Regions from separate parts of the Zea mays genome. Here region 2 is linked to region 1. A link is a contact called in public Hi-C data. All regions are on one chromosome and are shown on one strand. Each heading gives the region's core, a stretch centred on a gene start, on an enhancer-like site or on the middle of the called end of the contact. The rest is flanking DNA. Distances are from core to core; before and after follow the strand shown. Region 1 overlaps LOC103650611 (AP-2 complex subunit sigma-like). Region 2 has its middle 61 kb from the start of LOC100274146.

Evidence for each region. Hi-C and Micro-C count contacts between places; a contact is called where the count stands out from the background.
Region 2: a Hi-C map of ear shows a contact between it and region 1, with 1.7 times the contacts expected there. The contact joins two enhancer-like sites. A contact is called at or near these places in 2 of 25 Hi-C or Micro-C datasets (ear and tassel).

The regions. Positions count from the first base shown.
Region 1 is chr3:138,403,842-138,406,612 of Zm-B73-REFERENCE-NAM-5.0, reverse strand. LOC103650611 (AP-2 complex subunit sigma-like) reads right to left here. Exons shown (of 6, transcript NM_001324270.1): 6 at 1,435-1,731. The coding sequence ends at 1,690. Among protein-coding and RNA genes, the nearest start is that of LOC103650611, 10 kb to the right of the region's middle. Within about 2 kb of position 1,367, at least 9 of the 20 cell types and tissues checked have an H3K27ac peak or open chromatin away from gene starts, as enhancers often do. A contact at or near this core is called in ear, where this site is marked.
Region 2 is chr3:138,695,992-138,698,762 of Zm-B73-REFERENCE-NAM-5.0, reverse strand. No RefSeq gene overlaps it. Among protein-coding and RNA genes, the nearest start is that of LOC100274146, 61 kb to the left of the region's middle. Within about 2 kb of position 1,357, at least 16 of the 20 cell types and tissues checked have an H3K27ac peak or open chromatin away from gene starts, as enhancers often do. A contact at or near this core is called in ear, where this site is marked.

The sequences.
Region 1 (2,771 bases), core at 118-2,617:
CCAACTGGGATTAATGTTTGGACCATATTTAATTAATTTGTGTGCTTTGATTCGAGAGGGATGTTAGATTCGGTTAGTTGGAACAGTTTAAAGCATAAGTGTACTTTGCCTTCAAAGCGTAGTTACTTATGTAGGTGGCCCTGTATAGTTGCTAGTGCTCTGTTCCGTTATCTTTATTCCACATCTGCTAGACTGTCACGCAGCAACAGGATAACCATCTCTCTCTCTCTCTCTCTCTCTAACTCAGAAAAGTGCAGCACATCTTATATATACTAAGAAAAATAAAGGTTAATATAAAATATGAACTGTGTAGAATAACCTAAAAAGATAAAAGTACATCAAACATCAACTCGGTCGTCTTCTTTAAACATTCACCGTTTGCCGAATCTTAAATATTTCATTGAAAAACAACACAAAAAAGAGTGAACACCTTCGCCAAAGAAGACTTTAAAGTAGATTAATCTTTTTTGTGTTAAAGTAGATTAAGATCGAATTTAGATTAATTTCTATCTTAATCAACTTCAGGTACACGTGGATTAAAGTGGATAGAGGTGCATCCAAATAAGTCATCAGGAGATATACAACTAGAATCATCATAAAAATAAACATCACATCGGACAGCAAAGATACGCTTGGCTATATACCCCCCAAAAAAGAAGATACGCTTGGCTATATATACGCTACACCCAGTGATAAGTTCGAAATTCTCAAAAGATTTTTTTGGAAAGCGAAACCGATATCACACAATACAGCTGCACGTTTCGTAGTCACATGAATTATCTTCCAATGAACTGTCCATAAACAAACCAACGCGTGCATGTACGAATACAAATTAGTCAGTCCATAGGGTGCGGGAGATTCAACGCCTGACTCTGCCCCGTTAACTTTGGTAATTGTTTAGCACAACTTACAAATTTGATAGTTTTTGTTGCAAACAAAGATAAATAAAGACGCATTAAGAAGCAAGCAAGAAACGAGAAAGAAATGCGGTTACACCGGTCAGCTCGGCCTACTACTATTAGAGCATCTCCAACAATGCCTCAAACTAGTGCCTCAAATTGAAATATAGGACTCTACACAGGAAAAACTACTCCAACAGTGCCCCATTTCATAAAATTTTGTCAAAAAACTATAGGGCACCCTCTCAAGTGACTCAAATATACTACACCGTAGTGGGCTGCCCTATAATCTAGATTTGGGGCTTTACTGTTGGAGCGGGGTGTTTTGTTGGTGCCATAAATTCTATAAAATATACTCATTTTCAAATTATAGGGCATTTTTATAGGTCACCTTGTTGGAGATGCTCTTAGTACGCAAAAGCCCAAAGGACCTTCGGTCCTCACAGGTCGTTCCAGCCCATTTATCAGCGAGAACTTCAGGCCTATCAGCAAGATTGGTCAGAAACACATCAAATCAGCATACAGACACATATCCTTTCTTCATGCGGTGGATCTTTCGCTTTGCCATCAAACTAAAATCCTCACATGCAGTTCAAAAACCCTCAGTAACCTCAGGAAACGTTAAAAAGACATACACCGATTCACGGCTTGATAAAGGTTTAAGTGAAGCAAAGATGATGCACAACAGGTACAAAGAATTGTGAAAAATATGGAGGTAATTTGTCGATTGGGCAGAACTAGCTCCGGACCTATGCTAAATTGCTAATGTACACTACACCATTGTTTCTTTTCATTCCAGCTTCTCAAGCTCGCCCATCCTCTCTATAATTGCCTGAAAAAAGACACAAGTGACGAGGATGAATATGCAACTTTAAAGTACAGCAAAAAAAAAACGAACATGCTACGTTTTGCAGTATAAAGTTTGTAAGTTGCAGATTGGCAATATCGATATATTCAGTTAATCTCATTTAAGGTAGAATAGTTGCACGAAAGAAATACTTTTACCATTCTAGAACTCATACAGTCAACAAAAAGTTGTAGTGACACTATCTAACATAGTAGCACCTATATTGCACCTGACTTTTCACTAAAATAAATTATTAACTGATTTTATAAGTATATTCAGTTACAACATATACTGGGAAAACAGTGGATTCTTCCATCAATTTTTTATACAAATAAAAAAACTCGACCTACGGGGTAAGACCTCCCCCACGGCATTATATTAAGAAAAAGACCTTCTCACGTAGATCGAAAAAACCCCTGAACCCCTACACCACACATACACAGCGGCACATGTAGTCCATGTGAGAACGACCGCGACCGGGGGCAAGCCTTAGACGTGTGCTTTGGTGCTATGTTTTCTGGTCGCTCGACCAGCTAGTCGAACTGGGGGAACGACCAGGCGACTAATCTCGATTAGTCGTCGACTAGGTCGACTAATCGACCTCTGGTCGACCTGGTCGTTTACTAGTCGTCCTGTTCATCCAAGACCTATGTATATAGTATATACTATTATACTATATTATATAACTATGTAATATATATGAAGGATAGGGTAAACATGACATGAATTCAGCAATACTGAAAACAGCAAAGAAACACCTACTAGTTACTAATACTACCAGTCCCAGATACCACACAGCACACATTACCACCCAGTTACCTAAAGAAGATCTTCATCCAACTGAAATTCATCACCTGTAGCTCCCCTTCCACCTGTTGTTCGCGCGTGTCTGGACGAGAAATCTGGGCCGGTGAAGTCTGGAACTCTGGATTCTGGAACTAAAACCGCACAGCGCGCACAGATGGTCGCCGGTCAGCCGGTGTACTAGTGAAGTCTGGATTCTGGAACGAGAAGTCTAGGAGCTG
Region 2 (2,771 bases), core at 108-2,607, 290 kb before region 1:
GGATTAAGTGGTATTGAGTCGGTTTAAATCCATAGCAAGTCAAACCATCCTAATACATTCCAAAACACTCCAATCCACATGGAATTGGAACAACCGAACAAGGCCTTAGGCATTTATAGAGTGTTTGGTTTGAGAAATCAATCCATCCAAATTAAGTTGGTGCATCATGGGTTCATTCCTCATATTTGGTGGGATGACACCATTCCTCATATTAGTACTAACTAACTATGAGGGATGAGATGGTGATAGATCAACTCATTCTATTCTACGAACCAAACAAAAATAGTGAGGAGTGAGAAAATGATGAACTAGCCCATTCCTCAAACCAAACACCCCATTAGTGGTCAATTTCAGTTTCATTTTCTGTCCAAGATAGAATTCGTGGATCAAGTAGCTTCAGTTCTTATAATAACTATCCATCTAGACAAGACTCAATCTAGAACCCTTAGCTCCAATTCTTCTATATGTGTTCCTAAGATTTACTGATCGGAAGAAAAGTCCAACACTTGGTGAGGTGCACATGCAATACACAAACACCAAACACACATACCGATATGTTTTTTTATTTGTAGATAAATATTTATTTGCTGTTCTTGTTTTCTCGTTAATGTATCTCATATTTTGTATAGACCTATCACTATCACTATAATGGATTAGAACAATATCACGATCCTTCCAACATGTCTTAGTACTATCACTATGACTCGAGATAAATATGTGAGTATTGTGAAAAAAGTCGACCTATGTGTCGTTGTCTCGTTGGAGAGTTGTAAAAGAACTTTTATTTGAGTATTGCGAAGTTCGCTGGTTGTTTGTTGCATGAGAACTGTAGTTTATGGTTGCATATGTATGTTATATGTTATTTTGGTGAACACATATCGTGTGGATCAATTAAAATTTACTATACAATATGAATTGAGAAAAATACAAATAAATCTTGTCAAATTTTTTTTATTTTCTAAAAAAACAGCAAAAACCGGTTCGTTTCGCAGTTAACCGGCTGTTTAGAGCGGTTTTTCACCGGTTTTTCGCCGATAAAACAGTTCGAATTCAAATTAATTTGGATCGTTCAAACCGATCGGTTTTTACCGGTTTACTGTTGGTAAACCGTTACCGCTGGCAGCGGTTTTTATATATGAAACGGTTTTGTAATCCGTGCCGCCGAGTCCTCTCCTCACTCTGCATGTCATGCAGCGGGACGTCCACGTCTCCGTGCAGCAGCAGCAGCCGAGGACTGCGCGCTCGGCGGATCCCAATGGGCCATCCACGTCACGAGCAGCAGCAGCAGCACCACTGCTGCGTGATGGCCTGCGATCACGCAAAGCGGAGAGGAATTCCAGTACTCGCGTAGCGTACTTGATGTGATCACACGCGCGCTGCGCTGCGCCGGCCGGGGCGCACGACGCATGGCATCCGGCCTCCGGCCCCGCTTCGCTTTCGCATCCGTACGTCTTCTGTCGTGTGCGTCCGTCCGTGCACGCTGCAGTGCACCCACGCTGCACTGTTCGGGTCAGGACATCAGGATCAAGATGCATGCATACCTTATGCAGCAGTTGCAATTCATGGAGAAAAAATACTGTAAAAACCACAACTATAGTCGAATTAAAGCCAGGACGAACAAGTGACATCGCTTTCTTTTTCTCTGCGACTGCAAGTATCCCAAGCTGGCAACCAAACCAACCACACCCTCATCACAAGTTCATACTTCATAGCACCGATCCGTCGTCGCATGAGTCCTTAGGCTGTCTCCAGCAAGACCCTGTAAAAGCTTCTGTACTCTAAATTTACCGGTTCATTCTCTCCTCTTTCCCTCCAGCAATGTTCGGTATATGCTTCTCTAAATTTTACCGGACGTCGGTGATCCGCTAAATGCAGCGGCTTTGTGGCGCACGCTATACGCCTGTGTGCGTTGTCTTCTCCGGCTCCTGGCGTATTTCTAATGTTTGTTTATTTGGTCAATGGTCATTCTAACTCGTTTTTTTTTGTTTTTTCTTTTCTTGAATGAGCATCGTAAAAGGTTGCATAACTTTGGTTTTGTCCTTTTGTAGGACATCGTGGAAGTTCATTATTCTCATAATCAAAATACGATTTAGGAAACGTTATTTCTAAAAAAACATTTCAATTGCGTACTGATACTGTCGGCGTTTCGAACCCGGGGGTCCCTGGACCGACGAGTAAATTGTCGCCGCGTGCCCCAGCCCAGATGGGTCGGCGCGAGACGGAGCGCGAAGGGGGGAGAAGAAGCCGGAGGGAGACATGCGTCAAAGGGGAAACCTGCGGCCTTCGTGTTTGTCCCGCGCCCAGGTCGGGTGCGCTTGCAGTAGGGGGTTACAAGCGTCCGCGCGGGAGGGAGCGAGCGGCCTTACGCGAGCGCCGTCCCGTCCTTCCCCGCGCGGCCAACCCTCTGCAAGAGGGCCCTGGACCTTCCTTTTATAGGCGTAAGGAAAGGATCCAGGTGTACAATGGGGGGTGTAGCAGTGTGCTAACGTGTCTAGCGGAGGAGAGCTAGTGCCCTAAGTACATGCCATCGTGGCAGCCGGAGAGGTTTTGGCACCCGGTTCGTGTGGTGTCGTGGCCGTCGGATGAGCGCTGGAGCCTGGCGGAAGGACAGCTGTCGGGGCTATCGAGTCCTTGCTGACGTCTCCTTGCTTCCGTAAGGGGGCTGAGAGCCGTCGTCGTCATAGAGCATGCGGGGCGCCATCATTACTTGTTTACCGGGACGAGCCAGATGGGACGCCCGTCTTGTTCCCCGTAGCCTGAGTTAGCTTGGG